Linked DNA regions of Mus musculus: region 2 is linked to region 1. Evidence: chromatin contacts called from public Micro-C data. All regions are on one chromosome and are shown on one strand. Each heading gives the region's core, a stretch centred on a gene start, on an enhancer-like site or on the middle of the called end of the contact. The rest is flanking DNA. Distances are from core to core; before and after follow the strand shown. Region 1 overlaps Gm15270 (predicted gene 15270). Region 2 holds the start of Ccn2 (cellular communication network factor 2).

Region 1 (7,851 bases), core at 2,895-5,394:
TTTTAGGAAGCTTCTACTATATTAGGATTCCATACTACCCTTCAAATGAATCTTAATCTTATCTGTCTCTCCCTATATTCCCTCCCTTGTTCAAGAGAGTGAGAACCTCTTCCTTCCCCTACTTGATCCTCTCATTCTACCCTCCATTTGTCCAACTATAAGTATCTATTCTATATACCTTTCCCTGGTAATCTATCTGTTACCCCACCCCCACCCCCATTCCATTTTCCTACATTTAACCTATGTGGTTTTATTGCTTGTATCTTGGTTTTCACTGACTTAAAAGCTAATATGCATACTGATTGATGTTAGTCATAGATACTGCAATAGAAAGAAAAGCTCACTGTCATTGTTAGGGTTTCATTGCTGTGAAGAGACATCATGGCCACAGTAACTTTTATGAAGGACATTTAATTGGGGCTGGCCTACGGGTTCAGAGGTTCAGTCCATAATCATCAGTGGGAGCATGGCAGTATCCAGGTAGTCATGAGGCTGGAGGAACTAAGAGTTCTAACTTTTTCAAAGGCAGCTAGGATGAGGGTCTTAAAGTCCATGCCCACAGTGACACACCTACCCAACAAGGTCACAACTATTCCAACAAGGCCACACCTCCTAATGGTGCCACTCCCTGAGCCAATCATATACAAACCATCACACTCACCAAGATGCTAAGCCTTCATTTTCTGAAGGAGCAGAGGAGTACAGCCTTGTGGGGAAGACTGACAGCCAGCACATACTAGTTGCTTTATTCAAACACCTTACAAGGTTAATTGGGGCTGGGAAAGTTTCTAGCTACCAAAGTTATCTTGCCCTTTGGTGCTCATGAGAGCAGACATACAAATCTCAGTCCCTTTTAACCATGGCTAGCCATAATCAAAAGTTTAAACTCCAGGATTGCCCTGAGGGTCTTAAGACCAAGATTAGTTTAGCTGCAAGCTCTCACATAGCACCAAGAACAGACCTTCCAGAGAGACAACATTTTATCAAGGTTCAAACAATCTCATAATAATTTCTCAGGTCCTGCTGATTGACCAAAACATTGCAGAGGCTTTGCTGAGACATTTCTCTCAAAGCCAGATACATAGGCTTTATTATACATTTCATTTAAAGCCAGACATAAAGGCTTTCTATACAAATCACTGCATATGTATGTGTGTATAAATATATATATATATGTGTGTGTGTGTATGTGTGTGTATGTATGTATGTATATATACACACACATATATACACATATACACACATGTATATACATGTATGTATGTATGTATGTATGTATATATGTGTGTATATGTATGTATGTATATACACACACATATACACATATACACACATGTATATACATACATATATACACATACATATACATATACATATATGTATATGTATATATTCTGTCTTTCTAGATCAGGGATCCCTCGCTATTTTAGTTAAGGTTTCCACTGATGCAACAAAACACTATGACCAAAAGCAAGTTGGGGAGGAAAGGGTTTATTTGGCTTACACTTCCACATTGCTGTTCATCATTCATGGAAATCAGGACAGGAACTCAAAAATAACAAGAACCTGAAGTTAGGAGCTGATGCAGAGGCTATGGAGGGGTGCTGCTTACTGGCTTGCTTTCCCTGGCTTGCTCAGCCTGCTTTCTTATAGAACCCAGAGCAGAGATGGCCCCACCCACCATGGGCTGGACCCTCCCCCACTGATCATTAATTGAGAAAATGTCTTCCAGCTAGATCTCATAGAGGCATTTTTTTTTTCTTTCTGATGACTCTGGCTCGTGTCAAGTTGACACACAATGTCAGTCAGTAGACCACTAAGGATAATTTTTCTCTAGTTCCATCCATTTACCTGAAAATATCATGACTTCATTTTTTAATGGTTGTGTGAGTCCTTCACTGTGCAAATGGATGACATTTTCTTTATCCATTCATGTACTGGCAGACATGTGGCTTGTTTGCATTTCTGGCTATTGTGAGCAGCAATGAGCTTGGCTGAGCAAGTGTCTCTGTATAGCATATAGAATCCTTTGGATATGTGCCCAAGAATAGTATAGTTGGATCTTGAGGTAGGTAGATCAATTCCCATCCTCCTGAAGAAGCAGCACACTGACGTCTGGAGTGGCTGTGCAAGTTTGCACTTTGACCAGCAGTGAAGGAGTGCTGCCCTTACTCTTCATTGTCACCAGCATCAGCTGTCACTTGTGATCCTAGGCATTCTGATAGATATAACATGGAATCTCAAAGCAATTTTGACCCGCATTCCCCTGATGGCTAAGGATGTTGAATATTTAAGTGTTTCACAATCTTTTGAGTTTTTCCTCTTTTGAATTCTCTGTTTAGGTCTGTACCCCATTTTTAAATTGGGTTATTTGTTTTCTAGATACCCATATTTTTTTTTTGAAGTGTTCTCAAATAACAGCAGCCAAGAACAGCCACATTTTCCTTTAATATGTATCTCTCCCAGATAAGTGTAACATTCTGTTTCCATCCAGGGTGAGAAGATGGGAAAAAATTTAACCAAGAATAGAATGATTGATGAGAGCTATGTTACAAGGAAGTTTGTTCTCTCACTTCAGTGAAAAAAAGAACACGTATGTGATATTTTCAGGTAGCAACAGAAATAGGAAGGGAAAGGGCTGGCATGGGAAGGGGCGAGAAGACAGAAAGAAAGGATAAGAGGCTTTGCCTGGCACTGGGCAAGTAGCTCAGCTGGGAAGCTAAAGTGGACCCTGGTGAGCTAATGTCTAATACCTTTTCTGCCATTACATCTCTCCATTCAGTCCATTTTTGTCCAGGAATAAATTTCCTTGCAGGTAGCTAAGTGGGTAGTGCACTTGCTGTGTACAGCATTCTGATGCCCAGCAGTCAATAGGTGTTACACAAGGTGCCTACCTCCCTGCCTATAACTGCAGCACTAGCATTCAGGAAACAGAGGCCGGGCATCCTTGGAAGAAGCTGGCTAGCTAGACTGCTGAACTGGTTAGCCCTGGCTTCAAGTGAGAGAGAGAGACCCCATGTCAGCATACACAGTGAATAGCCATTAAGAAAGACTTCCAGTGTCAACTTCTGACCTCCAAATGTATGTGAACGCATACACATACAGGCATACACACACAGTGTCACACACTCATTCTCAGACACACACACACCACAGACACAGATGTGTGCACACACTCAAACTCAAACACACACACAAAACACACTTACACACATATTATTATATATTATGTATTACTATGTATCATGTATTATGCATCATGTATTATGTATCATATTATATAAACTATATTATATGTATACATATTATATATTATACAGTACATATCATATATTGCACATCATATTGTATATTATATTACATATTACATATTATTATCTATTACCTATTACATATATTACATTATAAATGTTGTATTATATATCATACATTATACTATATACTGTATATTATATATTATGCAGTATGTATTAATTTATATATCATATATAGTATGTAGTATATTATGCATTATGTAGTATATAGTATATATAAATATATATTATATGAGTACACTAATATAATACATATATTGGTGTATATACATTTTATATTATATATAATATAGTATATATAATAATATATAACTAACAAAGAAAGTAAGAAAGAAAGAAAGAAAGAAAGAAAGAAAGAGAGAGAGAGAGAGAGAGAGAGAAAGGAAGGAAGGAAGGAAGGAAGGAAGGAAGGAAGGAAGGAAGGAAGGAAGGAAGGAAGGAAGGAAGAGGGAGGTCCAAAGTGAGAACCCAGAAGAGATAAAGGGAAACAAACATGACATTTGCAGCTCTGCAAGAAGAGCTGGTATGAGCACAGTTCCTATAGAGGCACATTTACAAAGTTGTGAGGAGAGAGATTGATTCCAAAGCTGTGCCCCTTTCTTCCCTCCTCCTCATGAGGAAACGAAAGGAATGACACAGACTCTTGCACATTAGTCTTGTGCGCCCACAAGAAGAGCCACCAATGACATTTCGTGTCTGAGATGTGAGCATGTGTGTTCCTACACTCAAACCACAAGCAGAATTTTTTTCATTTGCATCTGACATTTTCTCACCACGATAGACTAAATCTTATTGTTAATATGTCAAAGACAATGATACACAGTAAAATAGAAGTCACTCAAATGATGGGCACATGCCCACAAGATGAGGTCATTGGTATGAATAATCTCACTGGCCTGATTCACTTTTTAAAACAAAACCTGACAATAGATTTGAAATAATTGAAGCAGCTGTGTAAAGAGCCAAGACCAAACTCATAATTATAACCACTCGTTTTTACCACGTGCCAAGAGAGAAAGGTTTCTCTCCCATAAGCATGACCTTTAAATTCTCAGCTCTGTTGGACATCTCACACTTCAAAACCCCCACCAGTACTCTACAAAGAACAAATAATAATCACAGAAAGTGTCTGTTCTGTGGTAAAGCAAATTCCTGACAGGTTCCTCCCTAAATAAAAATAAATGGAATGACTCGCGTAAAATTTATGTGGTCCACACAGAAATAGTTGGACTTCATCAGGACCTCAAAAATGTCTGGTGAAAAACACAGGAACCGCATGGGAATGAGCTTCCTATTGATGAGACCTTTCGGGTTGAGGAATCCCCTTCAAGAGGAGCAAAGGGCACTGTCACTGCTGGAACCTTTGAGAAACATACCGAATACTGAACAGTAAAAGCAGCAATGACAGAGGGACAAAAGTCCACCTCGTCCCTAAATCCTCAGACTCTAAGAGACCCACATAATACTATATTTTTCTTTCCTATCTAAAACTGTTTTTCTTAAAATCGGCAATAGGTTTGGGTCTTTGTTTCTTGGACCCATCAAGTTTTTAAAAGTAGTTATTGAAATGTAAAGAAAATGTTCATTTGATAACCTACTGTCTTCAAACCCAAATCCCAGGGGTATGTTCAGCACTGGTTCCTAATCTACTGTGGGCGACAGGCTTAGATGGGCTGCTTCATTTGACCTTGGTGATGGATAGCCCAGAGATTGGATGAAGTTCAATCAAGTTCAATCAATTTTATTCTATTTGTGCCACCATCTGTCAAACCATGTTGACATTTAAGAAAGTAGTATGTATAGATGGTAATATTAACAAACATCTAGGATGTATTTAAATTTGAATGATTGAAAGAACCAAGCTTAGTCCCAAGATGACTGAAATTGAAGTCGATTGTAGAAGTAAAACTAAACTTTGAAGATGTTGGTAAGAGCAATGATGTGCTATACGGTTGCAATGCATGAAAACTGACCTCATGCTTAAAACCAAAGCCGCAAACGACATCATCTGTGCTCTTAGCATTACTTCACCAAGTAACTTCCATCAATCAGAATACAGCTGCCTCTGTGACAAATATACGTAGTGAACACACTTCTACGTAAAGGCTTAACACTATCCTATGACATTTTTCAGTACGTCTCCCTTCCTAGGCTTTGGAAATGGAAATCTCTCACATGTGAATCTCAGGTTCTCAGTCAGTTCTTTTATAAATTTTAATGATCACACAGTTCCTAAAGAACTGGACATTCAGTGTCTGTTTAACTTCCTGCTTCTTTTTGATGTCTATGAAAGAAGTACAGAAGGATGGAGCTAAAGTAATCAGTATGAACAATAGATATGTGCGCGCACGCGCACACTCACAAACCACAAACACTAATCAATTGTTGTTGCCTGTAGAACTATCTATGACTCCCAAGTACCTTCATGGAAGCCTTAACAGGTCAATAACCAGACTGCAAAATTAGGAATGTGCTTATATAGTTAGGCAGGGAGAACGTGATCGAGATAAAAATAATAGACATAAAGGACAGAGGTAATATAAACTAAGATGTTTCTGCAAAGAAGTATGGTCTACTTGATTTAATTGATCACGAGGTTGCCATGGCTTCATTGGCAGCACTTACTCTCAGTTGTTTCTAGGGTTTTAGATATATTTTCTGTGGTTGCACTGTGAGTCTCTTGGCAGCTGTCCACCATGGCTTTGGGTCAATGAGGTGGTTCTTGTGTTGCTCACAAGGTATTTATGCGACTCAAATGTGGTCTGTGCATAACTGATGTGGTCTGCGCATGCCTCGAGGATCTTTATTTTATGTTTCAAAGGGAGATTCATTGAAGGCGACTGTCTGTGCAGAGTTTGAGTTTTTCTGGTGGTCTGTAACCTTTAAGATAAGTCTATCAGTGGGGACAGCAGCACAGCTTGTGATGGCACGTTGACAAAGGTACTTTGTCCCTGCAGTCATTTCATTATAAGGCTACTTTGCCAAGGAGTCTGAGACCACCTACCTGCATACTGAAAACACAGCTGACATCTGTCTCTGACCCAGACATATGCCCTCTAGACTTCTCTGTAGCTGAAAGGAAAACATCGCAGCCCAGGCCAGAAGAAAACAAGCACTTTCCCCTGCTCTTTCTGTGGGAAGGAGGAGTTGAAACCCAAGTTAATATATTTGAACCATCTAGGGAGAAAAACAACAGAGTTCTGAACACCAGTGAGCTCCCTTCCCCTTCGGAATGTTGCTTGCAGAAGGCTTACAAAGAAAACTTCTGCTGTAGCAGCAAACAGCAAGTGCAACCTGTGTTATGTGAGACCTTAATTCCCTGGGGCTGGGGAAAGAGGAAGAATCAGGTCCCTATATTCATGAACTGTTTTCTTTAGTTTCTGAGACTGTTTACACAGCAGGTTTTAAGAACTCCATTAGGAATCTGCTTTCCTGCTTGATACAGTTACCATAAGCCCACCAGAGGACAGTTAAAAGAGACAATTTGTTACAGGTAACATCCGGAAGAGTTGATTTGTTCTTTTTCATTTTGTTTTTGTTTTTGTTTTTTTTTAAACTAGTGATTATAGTGTGATTTTTGCCTACTCAGCCTTGTTAAAATTGCCCTGCATACATAATGTGATTATGTCTCAATGCCTTCTTCTCATGAACCTGCATTTGGTAGAAGATATCTGATTCTACTGGAACGCACTTTGTAAAACCATTCGCTAATGTAAAGCCTTATAACCTGATAGTCCTGTAAACTGCCTTGTCCACAAATTTTAGTCACTAAATTACTAACAAATTTAATGCACTTATACCAAAATAAGGAAGTCCCAGGCTACTTAGTAATTTTTGCATGATGTTCTCCTTCCACTAAGTACAGTTTCTACTAAGCCTACTTGATTAAGATTGGACTTTAGAACTCTGGCTCTCTGGTTATTCAGGGTATCAGCATCACTGAGACACACACTGTATGGGGTGGAAGCAATGGCACAGTTGGTAAAACACTGGCTGTGTAAGCACCAGGACCTGAATTTGGATGCCCAGCACTCTCATAAAAGGCTAAGGCCTGGTCCTACACTTCTGCGACCCTAGCTCTGTAGAAGAGGAACCGAGTTAGGTGGATCCTCAGAGACCACTGGCCAGCCATTTTGCCATTCAGCGAGCTCCCTTTCAGTGAGAAACTGTCTCAAAATGAAATGTGAAGAGCAGAAAGTGCTAGCCAAAGGCACAGGATGTCAGCCTCCGAACTCTACATATATGAGCACACACGTGTGAACATACCTGAATGGATGCACAAACATAAACTACATAAGTACACGCAAAACGTGCAAATAAATAAACAGGATAATAAGTACTCCTTGTGTCAAGTTCCAGACAATCTGGGACAAAGTTCTTATGCAGTCGCTATTGCTCTTGCCTATTTCACGTAGAGCCTTTCAGTGTGCTCCGTTCAAGTCTCCTTTAACTAATTTAAATTATAAGTAGAATTGTACTGGCTGTTTCAGGACATGAGTTGGGAGTTTAAATACACTCCTATAGATATCGTCTGCTC
Region 2 (7,851 bases), core at 2,653-5,152, 230 kb before region 1:
ATATCAGGGTTCTTAAAGAATTTAATGTTGTCACCTATAAACCATTTTGGTAATGTGGGACAATAGTGTGGAATCACCTTCAAATAAAAACCATTTTCAATTAACATTAATCGATAGAAAATTGACTTGTGCTATCTTTATATTTGCCATGAGTTGTCATAGCAATAGAAAAATAAAATTTGTACAATAAAGCTTATAATCTGACTTAATTTTAATGTATATGTTAGTCTATGCTTCCCGTTTAACAGTGAGGCTTTCGAGTTCAGAACCAGAGCTACAGTGAAACACAAGCTAATATTTAAACATATTCTCCATGTAAGGCACAGATTAATCTGTGATGTGAAAGATTATAAATTAGCTTTAATGTCCAGATGTACCAAGCAGAAGTGGCTGAGTGAAGTATGCTGGGGGTTGGTGGAAGCTGGAGTCAGCTACACAGAGCTGAACTTAAAGCGTTCCTTGAACCATGTTAGACAGCTGATGCACATGTCTGCTTGATTCATTGTAAGGGATGCTACGCACAATCCTATTGATTTCGTGCGATTCATGCATATCAAAGGTATTTGTAAACTTCCTAGTGAATTACCTTAAGATAAATATGAACTTCTTGCTTACACCCGGGAAAACCAAGAAAAGTTTACAAGAATGAACAGCCAAGCCTTTCATATAAAAAATATATATATACTTTATTTTCAACTAGAAAGGTGCAAACATGTAACTTTTGGTCACACTCTCAACAAATAAACTGCCCCCCACCCCAAACCAGTCATAATCAAAGAAGCAGCAAGCACTTCCTGGTAGGAATCGGACCTTACCCTGAGCCAGCCATTTCTTAATAAAGGCCATTTGTTCACCAACAGGGATTTGACCACATTTCCTACTAGAAATCTGACTTCCAATACATAGCTTTATCACCTGCACAGCATTTGTTCTGACAGAGAGTCACTCAGGTCACAATTCCCACTGCAGTATCTCCTTTGTTTTGAATCACAGATAAGCTTCGTGTCCTACCTATGGTGTTTGGAGTTTGAGGCTATCAGTTTAAAATCCCAAAAGCACTTAAAACAAAAACAAATGACTTTAAATTAACTTAGATAACTGTACAAATATATATATATATATATATATATATATCCACAATATTTACAATATCAATAAAAATCTGGCTTGTTACAGGCAAACTTACTTGCCACAAGCTGTCCAGTCTAACAGACAAGGCTCTGACTCCTGACAAGTGTCACTGGAATCAGAATGGTCAGAGCTGAAACTGCTGTTCTTAAAGAACAGCTGGACTCAGCCTCATCTAGTGGAGGACACATGCTCAGCTCTCGCTAGAGCAGGTCTGTCTGCAAGCATGCTATAATTTCCCTCCCCGGTTACACTCCAAAAAGTAGGCACACTGCTGCTTTTAAAATAACCTCAGCTAGTACCTGTCTTTCTTTCTCCTGGCATCTCCACTGTTCCAGGAGACTCACCTCAGTGTGCATTCTGGCACTGTGCGCTAATGAACAACTGTCAAGTGTAAACTGTCTCGAAACCAGTGTCTGAGGTTGACAGACTACTTGTATGGCCATGACATAACGTTCTCACTTTGGTGGGATAGTTCCTCCCACGGTAGTTAAAAACACAGATTTAAATTAATGTGCTACTGTAATTGTTTTTACAGAAGAAAATGAGATGCAACTCAGTTCAAGTTATAGTCTAATGAGTTCGTGTCCCTTACTTCCTGGCTTTACGCCATGTCTCCGTACATCTTCCTGTAGTACAGGGACTCAAAGATGTCATTGTCCCCAGGACAGTTGTAATGGCAGGCACAGGTCTTGATGAACATCATATTCTTTTTCATGATCTCGCCATCGGGGCATTTGAACTCCACTGGCAGAGTGGTGGTTCTGTGCGGTGTGCAGCAGCGGCCGTCTGTGCACACCCCGCAGAACTTAGCCCTGTATGTCTTCACACTGGTGCAGCCAGAAAGCTCAAACTTGACAGGCTTGGCGATTTTAGGTGTCCGGATGCACTTTTTGCCCTTCTAAGGAAGACAGAAGGAGAAACAGCAATTACTACAACGGGAGTGGCCTTCCTCAAGCCTTTGTAGACTAGCCCTATGTCATCTGACTTGTGTTTATATTCTGAGGGGAGAGACTGGGAGTTTCATTTGCCAGTTTTCCAAAAATAGCCATGGCCTCATTTGGAGTGTCTTGAATTAACTAGCACCACGGGGAATTTTGTAGTGGAAAACTGGCAGCTGTTGTTACAGCATCTCTCATTCTAGCCAGACAGCTCCATGGTTAGATATTTCTGGAGACAACAGGCCTCTAATAACATGGGAGGTGAGACAGCCAGCTCGGTTCTCTTCCCTGTCATTCTGTAAAACGGAGTGACTAGGGGCAGAGGATGTACCTTAATGTTTTCCTCCAGGTCAGCTTCGCAGGGCCTGACCATGCAGAGGCGGCTCTGCTTCTCCAGTCTGCAGAAGGTATTGTCATTGGTAACTCGGGTGGAGATGCCCATCCCACAGGTCTTAGAACAGGCGCTCCACTCTGTGGTCTGGACCAGGCAGTTGGCTCGCATCATAGTTGGGTCTGGGCCAAATGTGTCTTCCAGTCGGTAGGCTGTGAGAGCAGAACACACAAACACAAGGTAAAACATCCGGATAGGACAATTTCCCCTTAATTTGGTGGACTTGGGCATTGGCCCTGAAGTTGGGGAGAATGAATAACAGTAACTTTGAAGGTGACAACTCACCAGCTAGGGCAGGGCCAACTGCTGTGCGGTCCTTGGGCTCGTCACACACCCACTCCTCGCAGCATTTCCCAGGCAGCTTGACCCTTCTCGGGAAGGGGCAGTCAGGGCTGGGCAGGCGCACGTCCATGCTGCACAGGGGCACGCAGCCCACGGCCCCATCCAGGCAAGTGCATTGGTATTTGCAGCTGCTTTGGAAGGACTCACCGCTGCGGTACACCGACCCACCGAAGACACAGGGTGCACCATCTTTGGCTGCGGGAGAGGAAGACAAAGTTGTAGGTCAGGCGTAGGGTCACAGGGATCAGAACAGCTAGCTATATCACTGTACATGTCAAGGTGACGAGCTAGGGTCAGGACTGCAGGGGGCCGGTTGGAAGCAGCTGCGGATAGGGGCTTTTCTTTTTCTAGAGGGTATCACGCTGGACTTGAGAGAGGTGGTGGTCCAACACCAAAAGGTGAGGCCTCTGCAAAGGGGGCTGGAATGGGGCTGAGGGTCTTACCAGTGCACACTCCGATCTTGCGGTTGGCGGGGGAGCCGAAATCGCAGAAGAGGCCCTTGTGTGGGTCGCAGGGGTCACGCTCCGTACACAGTTCTCCCAGCTGCTTGGCGCAGACGCGGCAGCAGCCGCAGCCGTCCAGCACCAGGCTCACGCCGGCGGGGCAGTGCGGCGCTGCTTCGGCTGCGCACTGACATTGCGCGCTGCAGTCCTGGCCCATAGCAGGCTGCGGAGAGGAAGGGGAGGGAGGTCAGTCTGTGATCGCAGCTCACTCTGCCCTCCCTCCGTCCCTTCCGTCAGTCCCGGGGCTTACCCGGGTGCAGAGAGCGAGGAGCACCAAGGCGAGGCTGATGGGACCTGCGACGGAGGCGAGCATGATCGGGACGCGGTAGGAGGATGCACAGCAGGGTGCAGAGGCGACGAGAGGCGCGGCCGGAGCCTGGATTCGGACAGGGGCGGAGGTTGGTGTCTGGACGCTCCAGGCGGTGGCGTCTGGGGTTGTCGGCTGGGCTGGGGCTGCTGCCGTCTGGAGGAGGTCGGTCTCCTGGGGTCGGAGCTGGAGTGGATCTGGCTGAGTCTTCTTGGAGAGAAGAGCTGTGTGAGACTAGGCGGGCGGCGCTGGCTTTTATACGCTCCCGGGAGCCGGCTCGCCAAAGAACTGAATGGAGTCCTACACAAACAGGGACATTCCTCACATTCCTCCCCACCTTCCTGCCTCATCAACTCACACCGGATTGATCCTGACCCCTTGACACTCCACATTCCTCCGTCTGAAAAAGCTGGCACACTTTAGCTCGCCAGGAAAAAAAAAAAAGGCGCTGTGTTTCCAGCACAACACCAAGAAGTAAAACTTTCTCCATATCATCTTCTCACCCCTCCTGATGAAATATAACTTAGAAATAAACGATTATTTCTCTGATCTTTTCTTCTTAAAAATCTCTTTGCCAGTTCTGGCTACTGACATAAAAACTTCTCAAGACTCAAATAGCTCAAGAGGCAAATACCATGGGCCCCTAGAAATTAAAAAAAATATTTTTCTTTGTTTTGGATTTTTTTTTTTCTTTACGGGGCTGTAGTCTCTTGGTGTTCTTCTACTGAGAGGAGAAGGGTGCTTATAGCCATTTGAAATGCCTCCTCTCCTCCCAGAATTCCTATGTGCAACTTTTGTATCTGAAATACAGGCATTTGATCTTTGGTCACTGGAGATAACCATTTTGATGGCTGAAAGATATGAAAGCCAAGGATGTAGGTTCCCAGGGAGATTTTCAGCACTCTTTATGTAAGAACTTGTCTTCAGGGTCCAGGGAGGCAAGGGGAATGACTGGGCATGGCTTTTCTAGAAAAATAAGTTTATGAGTTCAGACCAAATGGCTGTGTTCAGAAGCTAAGTGTCAGGGAATATAGTGGGAGAAGAAAGAGGTATAAGGAGGCCAGTAGGGGTTCAGTTGGGATATTTTAAACATGGCTGTACTGAGGTCCAGGCTTGGATTTTTTTTTTTTAACTTATCCTAAAACCCATAATCTAACGATGTTGTTGGGGTTTGTTCTGTTTTGAAGTAAAGCACTTGTTTACATAACAGCAAAACCATAGACGGTTGTATCTAGTTATAATCCGGCTATAAACTAAGCATCAGTGCATAATATATTTTTACTGACTTCCCCAAGTGTCTACAATTAGTGATGAAGCCTCTTGCTACTCAAATAGCTTGCAGGCTCGTGGAGGGAGGTTAAATCAAGGAAAGCACAGCTTTATCCCCTGCTCGTGTGTTGATGTTAAAAGTAAACAATGTATCTAAGCTAGTCTCTGTTTCTTAGAACTGCTACTTAGTTTCTGTAAGGACCAATTTTATACACTGTGCATTCATTTAGGACCTGTGTTGTTTATTGGCTCTCTGTCTGTCTCTCTTTCTCTCTCTCTCTGTCTCTCTTTGCGTGTGTGTGTGTGTGTGTGTGTGTGTGTGTGTGTGTGTGTGTGTATGTGTGTGTGTGTTTATCTCCAATTCTCATTGGACATAGAAAGATTCTGGGACCATCCCATGCTTTCCCTAAAGCTACATCATTTGTCACTGGCTTCCTCTCATAGTTGGTGTTTCTGACTATAAGTTTAAACTGAGTATATCGGCAAAGACTAATTTTGGAGACAACACACTATAGATTTATAACATGAAAACAGCCCATTTAAGTGGGCCAGTTTTAAAACTTTTTCAATCCATCCATGGATGATTAGCAGGGGTGGCGGGGGGCGATGGTGGGAGGGGGTAAGGGAGTTAGCCACTTCAAGTGGCTGACCACATCATCTGCACACAATTACCTTGTTAAGCCAGCCACATGCTGTACAGTGCAGTTACATGTCAACAGCGAAAGGTGTGAGTGGCTTGAAGTGTGAGCAGCCTCTGCAGTGCTGGAAGGATTTCTGACATTGTTATTCAATGTTCTTTCCAAGCATTCCTCAAAGAGAAGAGGCCCGAGACTTCCTATTTAAAGAAAGAACATGGCAAGTTATGTGAGTAGCCACATGTGTAGTATAGGCAACTTGGCCTTGCACTTTTGCTGTCTTCTTTGATGATATTTTTTTTTTTAAAGTCCAAACTATGTGGGAAGCCACAGTGAAATCTTTCAAGTCTTAAACTCCCAATTATATCTACCAGCAATGGTCAGAAAGGTGGAATGAGTGAGGAAGGGAAGGGAAGGGAAGGGTGAGGCTCATCTGGGGTGGGATGTGGGCTCTGAGGTGAGCTCTCTAGCCTGCAATGTGATGAGGGGAGCCAGGAGAGTTGGAGCAGTCTCTGAAACCACAAGTCCACCTGAGAGCCACCAATGGCTTGCTGTATCCAGGGGGCAGGCTCAGTCACAGGGGTAAGTGGTTGGGCTTTTTATAATTGAGTAACTTGGGCAGTGTTTTTAGAACGGCCATTCATAAAGCTAAGGGAAGTCACAGAGAGAAGCCCGACCGACGCCCACTCAGAACAGGAAGATAAGAAGTCTCGATTTCGTTGCTCTCAGTGAGGATTAACCACCTTTAACTTCTCAGGAAACAGATGCGTTGTGTTTTAACTTTAATTTTCACCTCTCTTCTTCCTTCCCTTGCCTCTCCCTTTCTCCCTTTGCCTTTCCCCCCTTCCACCTTCCATTTAGAGTATATTATCATCCTGCACTACTGTTAAAAAGTGTCAGCATTATAATACTAGGTTTTACTATAAAATTCACACCTCAAATTCTCAGTAACTCCATAGTTAGTTCCAAATGGATGGTTTTTAATAATTAACTAAGAGGAACTAGATTATTGAAATATACAACCAACTCATGAAAATCTCAGAATATTCTGTGCATTTGAAATGTAGCTTGGAGCTTTATAATCAAAACACTTGAAAGGGTGAAGACAGAAGACTACCTCTCCACAAATCATACAGACAAGATGGGACAGAAGGAGAAGGGTGTGTGACAGAGGACATTCAAGACATTCACAGACTGGAAAGTATGTTTTTATTATGATGCAGGTCATTAAGTGCCAGGAAATCCAGAAGGAAAGACTGACACACCAGCCTTGGTTCATGCCATGGGACCTGACTTCTTACATCCTTATAAATGACTCAGCAAATGTTTGTGTGCACCTGGGCAGTAAAACGAACGTAGCAGCTTCTTACAACTTCAGCCAACTCTGCCCTAGCCCAACCTTTTTGATTGACAGCATGGGAGAAACAAATCCTTGAAATTGTATGGAGAAGGAAGTTGTTGTTTTGACTTCTAAACAGGGGTTTACTTAGTGACTTCAAGAGAACATTCTACCCCAACCAACCCTCCCAGTAGATGAGGAATTCACTAAGGTGGCCACTTACGGTATGCATGGGTGAGATGATGTACTCAGCTCTTTTGCTTGAGTCTTGTACAATGTTTTTTGCCCCCCCTCTAAAAAGGTTACTTGATCAGCGATAAGACAGAGAGAGAATCCAGCAGAACAATAGCAAAGTGACCAGACTTGGAGTGTTTGTGTACTTAAGGAAGGAATCTTGCAGATTTTCAGTTTTCAGTTGTAGACATTTTCTTATAAGAGCAAGCAGGAAGTCAGTGCCAGCCCTCAAAGAGGAAATCAAAAGTCTCAGGGAAACATACTGGTGGAACGTGACTCAAAGCCAAAACCCATGTGCGACACATACACTGGGCTGTCAGCATTATAGGAAGTATGACTCTAGCCCTATAAGGGCATCTGGAAACGGGGAGATTTGTCCTAGGATCCTTGGGGAACTGGCTTCCCAGTGTTTCTGGTGTGTCCTAGGTTCAGTCATGTAAATGAATTCCACCCCTCTCCCTCCCAGAAAAGCGGGGCAGGGGGCGTATGCCAGAGTCTTTTTGAAAAATAGTAATAAATATTTTTCTAAAACCCTCAGGGACCGTGGCTTGGTTTCCTGGACCTATTTGCTTCTGATGAAGTTTTAAGGAGTGTGCCCTCTCACAGGGAGTTAGAAGTTGGAAGGAAGCATGGATGTTTGCTATGGAAATTACATTCATTGCTTTCCTGCTTTTTTCTTCTTTTATAATGAATTCTCTAATTTTCTTAGGATATTTTCAGACGCAAAGGTATTGGTCAGAAGGCAATTACTCTGTGTGGTTT

What was found. A called contact is a pair of places that touch in the nucleus more often than the background predicts.
Region 2: a Micro-C map of muscle stem cells shows a contact between it and region 1, with 5 times the contacts expected there. The contact joins the promoter of Ccn2 here to the enhancer-like site in region 1. A contact is called at or near these places in 7 of 39 promoter capture datasets (the 3T3-L1 cell line, cranial neural crest, embryonic stem cells and 4 more), 9 of 484 Hi-C or Micro-C datasets (the AtT-20 cell line, cortical neurons, embryonic fibroblasts and 4 more), 11 of 115 datasets of contacts at active chromatin or transcription factors (embryonic fibroblasts, embryonic midbrain, embryonic stem cells and 3 more) and 3 of 9 other capture datasets (adipose tissue, liver and macrophages).

Annotation. Positions count from the first base shown.
Region 1 is chr10:24,363,749-24,371,599 of GRCm38.p6, reverse strand. The region is part of intron 4 of Gm15270 (predicted gene 15270); the gene reads left to right. Among named protein-coding and RNA genes, the nearest start is that of Gm40615, 93 kb to the left of the region's middle. Within about 2 kb of position 4,144, at least 16 of the 459 cell types and tissues checked have an H3K27ac peak or open chromatin away from gene starts, as enhancers often do. A contact at or near this core is called in embryonic fibroblasts and muscle stem cells, where this site is marked.
Region 2 is chr10:24,591,493-24,599,343 of GRCm38.p6, reverse strand. Ccn2 (cellular communication network factor 2) reads right to left here and starts at 3,902. Exons shown (of 5, transcript NM_010217.2): 1 at 3,556-3,902; 2 at 3,246-3,468; 3 at 2,746-2,997; 4 at 2,401-2,612; 5 at 661-2,029. The coding sequence starts at 3,618. The coding sequence ends at 1,733. Gm15270 (predicted gene 15270) reads left to right here and starts at 3,541. Exons shown (of 5, transcript NR_163910.1): 1 at 3,541-3,703.